2 separate regions of the Sus scrofa genome follow, and region 2 is linked to region 1. Evidence: chromatin contacts called from public Hi-C data. All regions are on one chromosome and are shown on one strand. The core of a region is the stretch at or near the end of the contact, and the rest is flanking DNA. Distances in the headings are between cores, read along the strand shown. Region 1 overlaps UTP14A (U3 small nucleolar RNA-associated protein 14 homolog A). Region 2 overlaps BCORL1 (BCL-6 corepressor-like protein 1).

Region 1 (7,084 bases), core at 2,496-4,995:
AAAAAAAAAAAAAGAAACATCAGTCCTGGAGTTCCCCAGTGGCTTAGCGGGTTAAGGATCCAGCATCGTCACTGCTGCGGCACAGGTTCAGTTCCAGGCCTGGGAACCTCCATGTGCTGTGGGTGTGGCAAAAAAATCAATTAATTAAAAAATAGACACTGAAAGACCCATCAATCCTGTGAACCAAGGGGAGGATTAAGAGTGTGAAGAGGGTAGCCGAGTCATAAACTCCGCAGGGATACACCAGTGCTCGGGTGTGTCTTGCAGCCACGATGTTGTATAGGAAGACCCACCGGGAGCCAGCAACCCCACGGCTGCTGTAGTGTTCCTACAGCTGCAGGGGCCGTCTTGAGGTGGCTTTTCAATCCCTAGATTGTTGGGTAAGCCTGGGGGAAGGGAGGTCCCAGTCCCAATTAGGCTCCTCTACTCCAGAATGTCATCAAGCAGATAGGCAGTCCTAAGGTAGGATGGGGGCATGAGTGGGGCTACCTGGGCTCCTCGGTAACTTCCCTCACTGCAGCCATCATGCAACGCCGTGGCCTGGGTACTAAAAATAAAACTTCCTGACCAGATGCCATTAAGAGTTTACAGGCCTGGGAGTTCCCGTCTTGGTGCAGTGGTTAACGAATCTGACTAGGAACCATGAGGAACCAGGGATCCGGCGTTGCCGTGAGCTGTGGTGTAGGTCGCAGACGCAGCTCAGATCCTGAGTTGCTGTGGCTCTGGCGTAGGCCGGCAGCTGTAGCTCCGATTCGACCCCTAGCCTGGGAACCTCCATATGCCACGGGAAGCAGCCCTAGAAAAGGCAAAAAAAAAAAGTTTACAGGCCTGGCTCATGCCAAGTCCCTCTGCCTTCCTTTCCAGGTACGGGTGCTTCCATATCCATTCACACACCATCAGCAATTTGAAAGGACCATCCAGACCCCTATAGGATCTACATGGAACACCCAGAGGGCCTTCCAGAAGCTGACTATGCCCAAGGTTGTCACCAAGCCAGGCCATATCATTAAGCCTATAAAAGCAGAGGATGTGGGCTACCGGTCTTCCTCAAGGTCGGACCTCTCTGTCGTACAGAGGAATCCAAAACGACTTTCCATCCGTCACAAAAAACAGCTGAAGCAAAACTCTGTACATTGATTGCTTGAATAATCACACCTCGGTGCCCGGAACCAGGAGCCCCGACTGCTCCTCCACTGGCCCGGTTTTACTCCGAGCTGCAGGATCAGTTCCAAAACTGGCTTAGCACACCATGAGTGTAAAGCCACATTTTAGAAATAAAGGCATTTTTAATCTATTTAATTGGAGTGTATTCTGTGTCGTTTCCCATTTCCTTCAAATCAGACAAGATAGATACCTTTGGATGTTCCCTGCCGCATTTCTCCGGTCACACTTGTCGGGGATCCTTATTTTCTTACCAAGGACTACGTAGTCCTAAATTGGAGTGGAGGAAAGTTGCTCTCGCCTATGATCTTAAATCCATCACATCAGATACAACCATAAACAACCAGGTGAAAGAGTCGGGGTAATAATTAAATATTGTATATTCTTAACCTCTGAACCTAGCAGCAGTATGCTCGAACCAGCTCTGGCTGGTCCTAGGATGGTGCTAAAGCTGGGTTCAGCTTTAAATCTAGCCACTATGATTTTCTTTTCAAAAATGTGAGAGCCTCCCCTGGCTTATACAGGTTGCTCTCCAGAGTAGTTTGCACTTTACTCATTCTTAAGATTGAGCCTTGTCATGGCTCAGCAGTAACAAACTCGACTACTATCCATGAGGATGCGGGTTCGATCCTGGCTTCAGTCAGTGGGTTAAGGATCTAGCGTTGCCATGAGCTTCGGTGCAGGCTGCAGACATGGCTTGGGTCTGGCGTTGCTGTGGTGTAAGCCTTTGGCTGCAGCTCTGATTAGACCCCTAGCCTGGGAACTTCCATATGCCACAAGTGTGGCCCTGAAAAAAAAAAAAAGACTGAGGTTTTACCCTTACTTTACAGATGAGGTAGATAAAGCGTTCCGAAGTAAAGCTCTATTCTCTTCCTAATGCAAGGCCAGCTTCTCACCATTGTTTATAGTTTATTCAGGCATTATTTTGCTATATGGCAGTTCACAGTGGGCTTCTCAGCTCTGAGGAACCTTTCTTTGTGTGACACTATAGAAAGGGCCCCTGAAGCCAAGATTCCTAACAAGGAACTAGAGAAACTCCTCCACTGATTTTGAAAAGACACAACCCCTACTGCGCTTCCCCTCCTGCCTTGGAGATGTGCCCCCAGCCTTTTTAGATCAAGATAGGGGTTAATTTTTGTGTGTCACAGACCCCTCTGAGACTTTGATGCAGTTATGAACCCTGCCCAGGAAAATGCACACACACCTATACCACTTTACACAGTTTCAGGAGGTTTACAGACATGTGGCATCCCCGGGCCAAAAGCTACCTGTGCCACTCGAATTTGCTTTTGCAACTCCCCCCACCTGTATGGCCCTTTTTTTCTGGGGCCGCCACTCTCCAAGTCACTTCCCAAGTGTTTAGACCTCAAGAGTAACTAGTCCCAATGCCTTTGGTTTACAGGTTTAAGATTTCAGAGTGGAGCAATGCACATTAAATTAGTGACTGAGTAAGCACTGGGACCCTAGACGAACTCCGAAGCCAAAAGCCGTGCCATAAATGTCTGTAGAAATTCCCAGTGGCAGTTATGCGCCCCGACTACCATTGCTCATCCTCTCTAGAACCATCCTAGTGCTGAGAAGGGAACTGAATATATTGATAGTGTTTCGAGCCCAAGGAATATTTTTAAGTTATCCATTGGTTTGAGATAATCTGCGATCCGCTTGCTGGTTGACACTTTAAGTCAGTAGCCCGTGAGGGGGAATGGGGCACCTCTGCTCACTCCTGCCTCGTTCACTCTTTCGAGCACAAAGCTGCCACCTCTGTCCCACCCCCACCCCCCAAATCGAAGTACCCAATCAAGTGCCCCCAGTAAAGGGGCCAATCCCCGTCTACTTTCCCGGGACCCTCCTCAGCTCCGTGTGCTCCCGGCGGCCCAGGAGTGATGCAAGCGACCCCATCCTTCAAAGGGGAGGGCAGGCGCTGGAACGTGCTATAAACGACGCCCACTCCCAGCCTTCCAAGCCCCCAAACGGATTCGATTGTTGTTTCGTGGGGCTTTTTTTTTTTCTTTTCTTCCTCCGAACCTCCGAAGTGTTCTCCCTTCCCATTGGCCGGAGCTGCCCCTTGACGCCACCCTGGCCTTGCTCGCTGATTGGTCCATTCTGGATGTGCCCAAGCCTTTTTCCCAGGGTGTGGCCCCCCGCCCCAACAGGGTTCTGACCCCTGGCTCCTCCCTCCCCCCCCAAGCCCCCCTCTCTGTTCCGAATGGTACCGCCCTGGCTCGGCTCCCCCTCGGCCCAGGCCGCTGCCCTTAGGGCCCCCGGACGGGGCGGGGCACGCTGGGGACGGGCAGAGGGCGGTGGTGGCGCCTTCCTGCCGAGCCTGAGGCCGCCCCCGCCACCCTTCTGCAGCCCTCGTAGGTCCCACTTTTCCCTGGGCCGTTTTCGTCTTGCCTTGGTAGCCCCGTCCCGTCTGTGCGGCCCCCACCGTGGTCTTTCGGTCATCCCGATCGGCAGCGTTAAATCCCTGCCCTCAGCGCTCCACACGCGCCCATCCGCCTCCACCCTCGGGTTCTTGCAGCACTCCCTTTCCCCGTGTCTGCTCACCCTTCCCCTCCCAAGCCCGCGGAAGCCCGGGCCCCCCTTCCTCGCGGACTGTCCATCCCCAGGATCCCCCTCCCTGTGTGTGGCCCTTCCTCCCAGCGGCCTCCCCTTCGCGGCTTCCCCTCCCCTTCGTGGCCGGGAGTGCTCCACCCCGACCCACCCCCCTTTCTCCGTACCCCCGCGCTCCCTTCTTATGTTGTCCCTTCACGTCCCTCTCGAAGCCCCTCCCACACCAGCCCCCCCACCTCGTACACACTTACCCCTCCCTCCGAGGCGTCCCCCGGCGCCCCTCCCCTACCCCCGCTAGTCTACGCCCCTCCCACCCACCCCGTCCTTTTGTCTCGTCTTTGGTCTCTAAGTCCCCCGCCCCTCCCTCACTCCCGCCCTCGCTCCCCGCGAGCACGCTCTTATCTTCCCCAGGTCCCGGCGCCCCGCCCCTGGCCGCGCCCCGCCGGCCCCCTCCCTCCCGCGGCCCCATCTCCGCCCTCGGCGCTCCGCCCCCCACCCCCCGCGCCCCGCGGCTCCCGGCCCGCCAGCCCGACCGACCTCCCTGGTTCCCGGCTCGCTCCTCCCGCCGCTGCCGCCGCCGCCGCCGCCGCCGCTGCTCCCCGACCCACCCTTCCCGGGCCGGCGGCTCGCGCTCCCGCACGCTACCCCCGCACACACACGCACTCCCCCCGCCCCGCCTCGCCCGCTCGCCCGCCCAGGCCCTGCGGCGGCCCGGCCCCACGCGGCGCGCAGCCCGCCCTCGGGGGAGCCTCGGCGCCCCGCGGCCACGGGCACCTCGCGGGCCGGCGTTCGGCCCGGGAGCGCTAACGCGGGCCGGGCCGCCCCCCACGCATACACCCAGCCCGGCCCTCGGCGGCCGCCCGGGACGCAGGCGCCCGTCGGAAGTGTTTGGGGGACCAGCGGGCCGCGGCGCCTCCAGCAACCCGGGCCTGGCTGGCGCGCCCTGGGGACTAGCTGCGACCCGACTGCCCGAGATGACTTTACCCGGAGCCTCCTTTGGGCGCCAGCCCCAAACCTGTACCACCAACGCGCAGCGCACAGTTGGGATTCGCAGCTAACGGGTCCGGGGTGGGGGACTGTCCGGAAAATACCCTGAGGGACTGCGGACCGTGAGGCCCGGAGAGGCAAGGGCCGGGGACACGCCCCGGCCACCCAAGGAGAAAGCGCGAGCCCACGCCGCTCGCCTTGGCCCCCGCCTCCTAGAAGCGGGCTTCCCACGGCGCACAGCGATGTTGCCTCTGGCTCTTTGTATCCACCCCACGCGCGTCGAGGATTGAAATTAAACCCTCAATCCGGGGTCGGAGGCACAGCTCAAGTGGACAGGAAACCCAGCAACAGACATGCCAATGGGCACTTTTTTAAAAAGAGTCTGTTTGGCGATGCCCAGGTTGACCGCGTTTCCTTGCCTGCACCTCTTCTCCCAAGCCCTCACTCAGTCTTCCCTTTTTACCCACCAGACTGGAAGCTCTTTGAAGGGGGCCCTGTTTGTCTCTGTGGCTCCCTCAATGGATCCCTTGTGATCGGTAGACAAGTGCATGTGTTTGTTAACTGCCCGCCTTTGGGATCTGTGTCATTATTGTGTGACTTAAGGTTGTAAACTCGGGAGGGCCAAGACCGGGTGGGGATTACTAGCTCGTGCCAGGCACAGCGTGATGCCCAAAGGGATGGGCCATCAATGTTTTTGAGTCTGATGTAGCTAATTATGCAGGAGGCAGATGCCTACCTCCTTCTGGTCCCCAGAACTCCCAGTTCCAGAGCTGGATGTCCTGAGTTAGGAAGATAATAAGGAGCTGCCTTAGCTCATTCGCAGTTGCAGGCCGACTTCCTAAGGCCAGATCCGACTGCATTCATCATCAGAATGCACTGGGCGACCTGACTCCACTACTGGGAATGGGTTTGCAGGGAGCCATGGACTCCCCACTTTAACTCCCATCAGTTTGCAACTGCAGTTGGGAGGAAGGAAGTAGCCAGTTGTTTTTTTTCTCCCTGTGAGGCAAAGTGTCCCATATAAGGATCAAACTTGTAGCTCTTCATCCATTTACCCCAAGGTCAAGCTGAACCCCACTGTGTCAGAGTAAGGAGGGTGCAAACAAACTGGACCCAGTCAACAGCAGTCAATCCCAGGGGAGGAGGGGCGATGGACGCACTCCTTCCTCCCATTTATGGATGCAAGATTCACCTTGTACTTTGCAGCGGCTCCTTTTAACCTGGTCCCTTTAGAATCAGTCCCTCTCCCCGCCCACCTCACACCCCCAGCCCCAGCGGGACAGGTCCTCTCTGTCCTTCCTCGGCCTCACACTGTCTTTGCCCAAGCCAGCCTGCTCTAAATGGACATGGTCAGTGATCCAAGCAGAAACTGAAATAGTAACAATTGGACAGTGTCAAGAGACTCGGGCAGAGATGCCTCGGAGCGCCCGGCCTCCTCCTCTGCCTTGGCACAGATGTTCTTATTGTCCTGGAAAGAAGTAGAAAATTCCCTCCCCAAGCGTGGAGGAGGGATGCTCCAGGGATTAGCCCCCAAGGACAGAGTTGCTATCTCAGCCCCGTCTCTCCACCCCCTAATTATTCAGAATGGGAGATCACCATCCCTTTTCCCCATCATAGCTAAGGCTACCCCCCTGGGCCATATGTTCCCCCTCACCAAGGAAATTAAGGGGAGGGGGGCTGGAGCTGCACGAGGCGAGTACTAAACTGTTCCAAAGTTCTCTTTAGGGACCGTTAGCACATCAAAATACATATCTGGAAAATACTCACAATTAACACTGGGAGAAAAACAGTAAACACAGTGTCACTTTGCCAGGCTCAACAGTTTTGTTTTGTTTTGTTTTGTTTAAATGCTAATGGCCTCAAATGGGGAGCAGCATCCATCAGTTAAATAAACAAGCCATTAGACTGAGACTAGAAGTGTCAACACATGACTAATCTACTAATTGGGAGAAGGCATCGCTAGTGGGGAGTGAGGCAGCAAAGCATGCCGGAGACGGGAGTGGACAGTGGACGGCTGAAGCGCATGGTGTGTTGGTTTGGGAGCCCTCGAGACCTGAGTTGGAATCCTACCTCCAGCTGTTGGTAGCCATGCGGCCTCTAGTGAGTCACACTCTGAGCCTCTGTTTTCCATTCGGTAAAGCAGGGATCAGCACAGTACTTCTATCACAGGACTGTCGTGGGGATGAAGTGAGATATCCAAGTCAGGTTCTTGGTCCTGAGCCTGCCACACTGGCAAGTGTTCCGTGCCTGTTAGCTATTTTTGATAATAATAAAGTACTTAGCACGTGGTATACACTCCAAAAATGGCAGCGATGAAAAAGAAATGATTTATGGTTGCTAGATATTAGCTATAAAAGGTGAACATGGGGGACTTCCTGTGTGG
Region 2 (6,325 bases), core at 2,660-5,159, 110 kb after region 1:
CCGGCGACCCCACCCCATCCCGCCCCACCCCGCCCTGGATCCTGAGCCTCTGAGCACCCCGCCCTCGTCCCCCTCTCTCCCCCTCACTGCACCCCTTTCGTCTCTCGCCTTTCTCCCTCTGCTCCCCATTCTCCTTTGGAATCTGCAGAGGGCTCTGGGATTGCCTGCCAGATGCGGAAACCCAGGCCGCGGCTATTTCCTAGGCAAGTGCGCGCAGGAGACTGGCATCCAGCCGGCTCCACGCCTGCCTGGGGACCCGGGGCCTAGTGCGTGTCCCCACCAGGCCTCCCTTCCAGGCTGGGTTTGTCCCTGGAGAGAGTGGGAGAGAGGCCGGGGCTCCGGCTGCTTCCCCCCAGCCCCCTCTGTGGCCGTGTCTTTCCCACTCTTGTTCTTATTTTTCTACCAATTGCTATTTTTCCGAACAATCCTTGTAGAGAGTATGTACCATGCAAAGGCGGGAGGGCCTCCCTATGGCCGGCTCTGGTTGGAGATGGTACAGTTTTATTGTACAGGTGCTAAAACAACAACAACAAAAGAAGAAAATGGAAAAAAAAAAAAGATTAAAAAAAAGGCAAAAAAAAAAAAAAAAAAAAAGCCAGTTTGAGGATGGGACAATCTGTTCTCTGGAGACTCCTGACCCTGCAGGAGCATTGGTGGTTATTTTCTTTGTATTGTGTTTGTTCTTTGTTCCCAGGGGGAGGTTCTAGGCCCCCTTCTGTAGGACTGCTCCCCACCCCCACCATACTGCCCAGTTGGTTTTGAACAGTTGTTCTCCCTTTTTAAAAAAAAAAAAATATATATATATATATAAAGTTGAGGGGTTTTTTTGGGTTTTAATTTTTTGATTTTGTTGGGGTTCATGGTATTGTGTGGTTTCTTTTATGTTTGCCTTTACTTTTTGCATTTGGGTGTGTATTTTGGCTGCCCTTTGTTTCGTTTTGAGCAACTGGCTGTGGAGTCGTCTAAAACACTTGCATACTGAAAAACCTGTGTCAGGGCCTCTGTCTCCGGTCTCTTTTCTGTCCTCCCCACATGCACGGGCTTTTCCGTGGTTCAAGAAGACGGCATCCCCACGAAATCAGTGCCGAAAGCCCCAATCCTGCTTTGCAGTTTGGGGGCCTTCTGGGCATAGCCAATGTGGACAAGGTCAAGGGGCCAGTGAACATCTAGGTCACTGGGGTAACATCTAGAAGGAAAAGGAAAGGCAGGGGCAAGTCCTGGGTCCGGGCTAGTGAGGAGAAATGAGTGCTTGCCACTGAACACGCACACAGATTCCTCTTTGGCCCCAGGAGCAGCAGGATCGCAGGGAGGGGCCCTCTGAGGCGGCTGCTGCGACGGATGATCCATCGTATTCAGGCTGCGGCCTGCAGCAGCTTGACATGCGATCTTGGCTCCCAGACCTAGGACTGGCACTGGACCTGGGCTGCAGCGGTGAAAGTGCCGAATCCTAACCAGAACCCGAGCCTCCACAGGGACAGCACAGGATCCTTAATCCCCCTAGCCCACTAGGGAACTCCTGAATGTTCCTTTTTAATTCAAAGGAATCACCTGCCTGCTGGTGCTCTTTCTTGCCCTGGGCCACCTGTGTCAGCAGCTGACTTCATGGTCTTGTCATTGCTCTCGCTGTCTAACCAGTGTCCCCTGCTGCTCACCTGTGGTTCTGCTTTCCTAAGTAAGACCCAGCTCCTGTGGAGGCAAGACGCCCATCCTGGATTTCACAACTTTTCTCCTTACTTCCAAAAGACAGGGCTAGAAGCTATAATTCCTTCTGAGTACTGGCACCTGAACAAGCCTGTTACTGTTTTGAGGGGAAGGAGAGGTTTGCAGGCCTGGGAGGAGGCCCTTTTAAGCTCCGTTCATAGGGCCTCTCACTGCGGCTGGGCTGGGCCTCCGGAGAGCACTGTCAGCTTACAGGCCCGGGGTCGGGGGTGGGAGGCGTGTCTGGCCAATGGGAGGCCAGCCAGCCCTCGGAGTGAACTGCGCGCTGCTCTCTTTGCTCAAACCCCAGGAGCGGGCTTCGACCCTGGTCTTTCTGCTCAGATGGAGGAGCAGCATTAAATCTCCCTGTTGGCCTTCGCTTCTCCACTTTCTGATCCCGAGGCCTTGGGTCCCCGAACACACCTGAGGCCATGTGGTGAGTGCGAGGATCCGGCTGGGCCCAGGATACTGTGGGAGCTCAGAGGAATGCGCAAGGGCCCCAGGGTGGTTGGAAGTGATGCCTAGTTGACAAGTAGGAAAATGGGAATTGGGAGGGGCAGGGAAGAATCTTCGAACTAAGCGGACATCTGAGCACGGGCTGGGAGATAAAGAGGAGGGTCGTGTGTACAAGAAACTGCAACCCACTTCAGTGTCATGGCAGCTTGAAGGGACAAATGGGGAAGGAGGGTGTAGGAGCCCTACCGGCTGTGCCAAGGAGCATGGCTTTGACCTTTGCCTTGAACGATGGGGAACTATGGGAACTCTTGAAACTGGGTAGTGACAGAGGCTTTTTTTTTTTTTTTGGTCTCCTTAGGGTCACTCTCGCGGCATATGGAGGTTCCCAGGCTAGGGGTCTAATTGGAGCTGTAGCTGCCGGCCTACACCACAGCCACAGCAACGCTGGACCCTTAACCCACTGAGTGAGGCCAGAATGGAACCTCCTGTCCTCATGAATGCTAGTTGGGTTCGTTAACCGCTGAGCCATGACGGGAACTCCAAGGCTTTTTTGACTTTACTACATTGGTAAAAATGTGTTGGAGGTAGGACAGGCAGAGGGAGGGGAAAGGGCGATTGCTTGAGATTCAGAAGGAAGGATGATGAGTGAGTGGTGGGGGTACTATAAAGATTTCCATTTAGGGCAGGAGGGAGATGCTGTGGGCAAAATCAGAATGACCCCAAAGGACCAGGAAATGGTCCTTTGGGAACCCATGGACAGCCTTGGGGGCTTGGGTTTGGGTGTGAGGGTACACACACCCCTTTATTTCTCTGGAGAAAGTGAGTTAAAAGTGGAACCAGGAGTTCCCGCTGTGGCTCGCTCAGCGGTTAACGAACCCGACTAGCATCCATGAGGACAGGAGGTTCCATCCGTGGCCTCGCTCAGTGGGTTGGGGATCTCGAGTTGCTGTGGCTGTGGTGCAGGCCGGCGGCTACAGCTCCGATTGGACCCCTAGCCTGGGAACCTCCATATGCTGAGGGTGCGGCCCTAAAAAGACAAAAAGACCAAAAACAAAAGTGGAACCAGACAGCAGTTTCTTGTCTCTCGCTTTCAGATTCCTTTCCCCTCACCTCTGGAGTCCTTTCACTACCCTTCTCCCAGAGTGGAAAGATCAAAGTAGGAGGTTTGGACTGTGAATCCCATAAAGCAGGAGGTAAATCAGCATCCCTGGTCCACACTGGGGTGAGGATGCTGGCCTCTTACTAAATGAGCTGATCCTTTCAGTACAGCCTGGGGGAAAGGGCCTGCCCACCGCTTAACACCCAGGCTGACCTCAGGTGAGCGAGAACCTAATCTTTTGGACCTAAATGGGGCTCAATTTACGGACGACACAGGAGAATCACATTGAGTAAACACGGCTGTTTAGCCGGAGTTAGTTCCTCCTACATGCTGAAGTCACGAGCCGAGTTAATGATGGCCTTACCAGAATGTTCCTCTTTGGGGCGCAGGGTTGAAAGGGAGGCCCTGCTCAAGTCTCACTCTCCCTGAGAAAGGGCCATTCCTCCGCTCTCCCTGCATCGCCGTTTAGGTCGGGGTGGTGAATTGGGCGGTAAACTCCTGTCGGTTCCGTATTCTAACCTATGAGGGTCCCGCCCCTGCTGAGACGTGTGTGCGTGTGTGTTTGGGGTGGGGGGGGATGGAGTCGGCCCCGAGGACTGCCTGCTTAGCTGCCAGGAGGAGGCGCCAAGTGCTCGGGCCTTCTGGACCCCGCAGCGGGGCGGGCCGGACTCCACGTGTTCCTCTAGACTACAGCTTTCCACGGCCGGCAAGGGGCGCTGGCCAGACGCAGCGTTGTGCAGCTGGGCTCGGATGTCACCCCGTCCGCATGCCGGCCCCCCAGGAGCCCGGGCTCGTGCCGCGGGCGGCCGCAGCCATCCGCGGGCAAACGGCTGTCGCCGGCGCCCGGATCGCTGATTTCACGGTTGAAAGCGGCGCCGCGTGAAAGTATAGCTACAAGCAGGCCGCAGTGGGGAGGTGGGCCAGGCCAGGCGCCCGGCGGCACGGGGCGGTGGCCGGGGCTCACTCGCACAGCCAGGACAAGAGCGGCTGCCGGCGCTGAAGGCTAGGCCAGCCGCGTGCTCACCTGCTAGTCCGGGAGGCGGGGGGACGGGGGGGGGCGGTGAAGGGGGCGGGGCCAGGGCGCGGCCGGCCAATGGGGAGAGGGCATTCAAAGGACTGCTAAATCCCCCCCCCCGGAAAGTGGAGGGGGCGGGGGCCCTGGGGAAAGTTCCAAGATCTCGAGCGAAGAAAGGCCTTGGTTGAGGGCTCACGGTCAGGACAGAGGGACGGGAAGATGTCGGCTTCGGCTGTCTCTCTCTGGAGCGGCAGGCCCCGCCCTGGCCACCTCTCCCTTCCCCGGCTCCGCCAGGCCGCCCGGCCGCCCGCCCGCCCGCCTTCGCTGGCTCCACAGCGCCACCTGCTGGACACGGGCCCCCAGCCTGGCGTGCCAAGGCGGCGGCTGTTGCTGCGACCCACCGCCTTGGCCTCCCAAGCCTGGGAGCGGCCCAGAGGGCAAAGAGCTCACTCACCTCAGATCCAGCGGCCTTTGAGCCGGAGACACTTGCCTCTTTAAAAATACATGATCGGGGAGTTCCCGTTGTGGCGCAGTGGTTAACGAATCCGACTAGGAACCAGGAGGTTGCGGGTTCGGTCCCTGCCCTTGCTCAGTGGGTTAACGATCTGGCGTTGCCGGGAGCTGTGGTGTAGGTTGCAGACGCGGCTCGGATCCCGTGTTGCTGTGGCTCTGGCGTAGGCCGGTGGCTATAGCTCCGATTCAACCCCTAGCCTGGGAACCTCCATAGGAGCAGCCCAAGAAATAGCAAACAAAACAAAACAAAACATGGTCGGGTCTGAAAGACTAATAATATTTCTTGCCCCGCCCCTTCCACCGGACCTGACATTTCTACCACTCGGTTCCACCCAAAGATGAGGCCATAGTGATGTCCCAGGAAGGGGTCATCAGCAAAAGGCAGGAGTTCAGAGTCCCTCGAGGCACCTGGTGACAGCAAGTCACTGCAGGAAGCAGCCTTGCGTTCCTTGTGTACCCTGGTGTCCTGGGGTGGCCACAGACATGGGGAAAGGAGGCAGCTGCCCATAGCGCTGTAAGAGGGGTCAGCAGCGGTGGTGGCCCCCAAGAACGGGCTGTCCTTCTCCCTCCCCTCTTGTCTGCCTTAGTATAGGGCTGAAATCCTCACGATTAGAAACAGGACTCATTCATTCTTTCCATAAACATTTATTGAGCACCTACTGTGTGCCAGGCACTGTGCTAGGCGCTGGGGATACATCAGTGACTAACACACAGTCCCTGTCCTTGAGGAGCTCACAGTCTATTGGAGGGAAAACATACATAAACACATAGCTAAGGAGCTACTGTGTGCTAAGTGCTACAATAAGAGGTATATACAAAGTGCTGTGGGAGCCCAGAGGAGCGAGTAATGCACTGGCTGCTGGGAGTGAGGAGCAAGTCTCTTGACTCCATTAAACTAAACCATTGCAAAGGCAGGGATGTCGTTGCCACATGACCCTGGTTGAAATGAACCTGTCTCCTGAGGCTCTCCTCTAGCCCTCTCCCATAACTATATCAGCACAGGTTAATCAGATTAGCTAATTTAACACTTTGAGGAGGAAAGAAACTGGACAGGGAAGTTTCTTTAGGGACAGGGGATGTTCAAAGTAGTAACGACTCTTGAGTGCTAAGGCTGGGGGTGGGGTGGGGTGGGGGTTCCAGAGGGCACTGGGCCAGGGAGGGCAGACCCTGGGCAGTGGAGCACCTGCGGTGAGTGCCTGTGCAGAGGGGAGGTCGGAGGTCACCTACCTCAAACTTTGGTCCCCATCTCTCACCAGCTCAATCAGCGACTGTTCACTGATGCTCACTAGATACTTCGTAGTGTGCCCTGCTCTGTGGGTGACATAGTCCCCCGCCCCTCAGAAGGCATCACACTAATTGGGGAGACTAAATAGGTCCAGGTTGTTGAAGATCGATGTGACAGTTTGTGATTATCATAGAGGAGATGTCACAGGCTGCTCTCCATCAGTTGCCAAAAGAGCGGCAATTGCAACCCATTTAAAATGAACTCGCTTGAGGATAGGCTGGTCTGGGGAGGCAGCTTCCATCAACTGAACCCTGAAGGA

What was found. A called contact is a pair of places that touch in the nucleus more often than the background predicts.
Region 2: a Hi-C map of adipose tissue shows a contact between it and region 1, with 11 times the contacts expected there. The contact joins two enhancer-like sites. A contact is called at or near these places in 23 of 47 Hi-C or Micro-C datasets (adipose tissue, alveolar macrophages, blood and 13 more) and 2 of 2 datasets of contacts at active chromatin or transcription factors (alveolar macrophages and skeletal muscle).

What each region holds. Positions count from the first base shown.
Region 1 is chrX:106,499,091-106,506,174 of Sscrofa11.1, forward strand. It overlaps UTP14A (U3 small nucleolar RNA-associated protein 14 homolog A), which reads left to right. Exons shown (of 15, transcript XM_003135366.4): 15 at 865-1,299. The coding sequence ends at 1,137. Among named protein-coding and RNA genes, the nearest start is that of UTP14A, 24 kb to the left of the region's middle. Within about 2 kb of position 3,746, at least 61 of the 83 cell types and tissues checked have an H3K27ac peak or open chromatin away from gene starts, as enhancers often do. A contact at or near this core is called in adipose tissue, alveolar macrophages, fetal liver and 4 more, where this site is marked.
Region 2 is chrX:106,612,337-106,618,661 of Sscrofa11.1, forward strand. BCORL1 (BCL-6 corepressor-like protein 1) reads left to right here. Exons shown (of 14, transcript XM_021080547.1): 14 at 1-794. ELF4 (ETS-related transcription factor Elf-4) reads right to left here. Exons shown (of 9, transcript XM_003135369.4): 9 at 5,411-6,325. Among named protein-coding and RNA genes, the nearest start is that of ELF4, 46 kb to the right of the region's middle. Within about 2 kb of position 3,910, at least 34 of the 83 cell types and tissues checked have an H3K27ac peak or open chromatin away from gene starts, as enhancers often do. A contact at or near this core is called in adipose tissue, alveolar macrophages, fetal liver and 4 more, where this site is marked.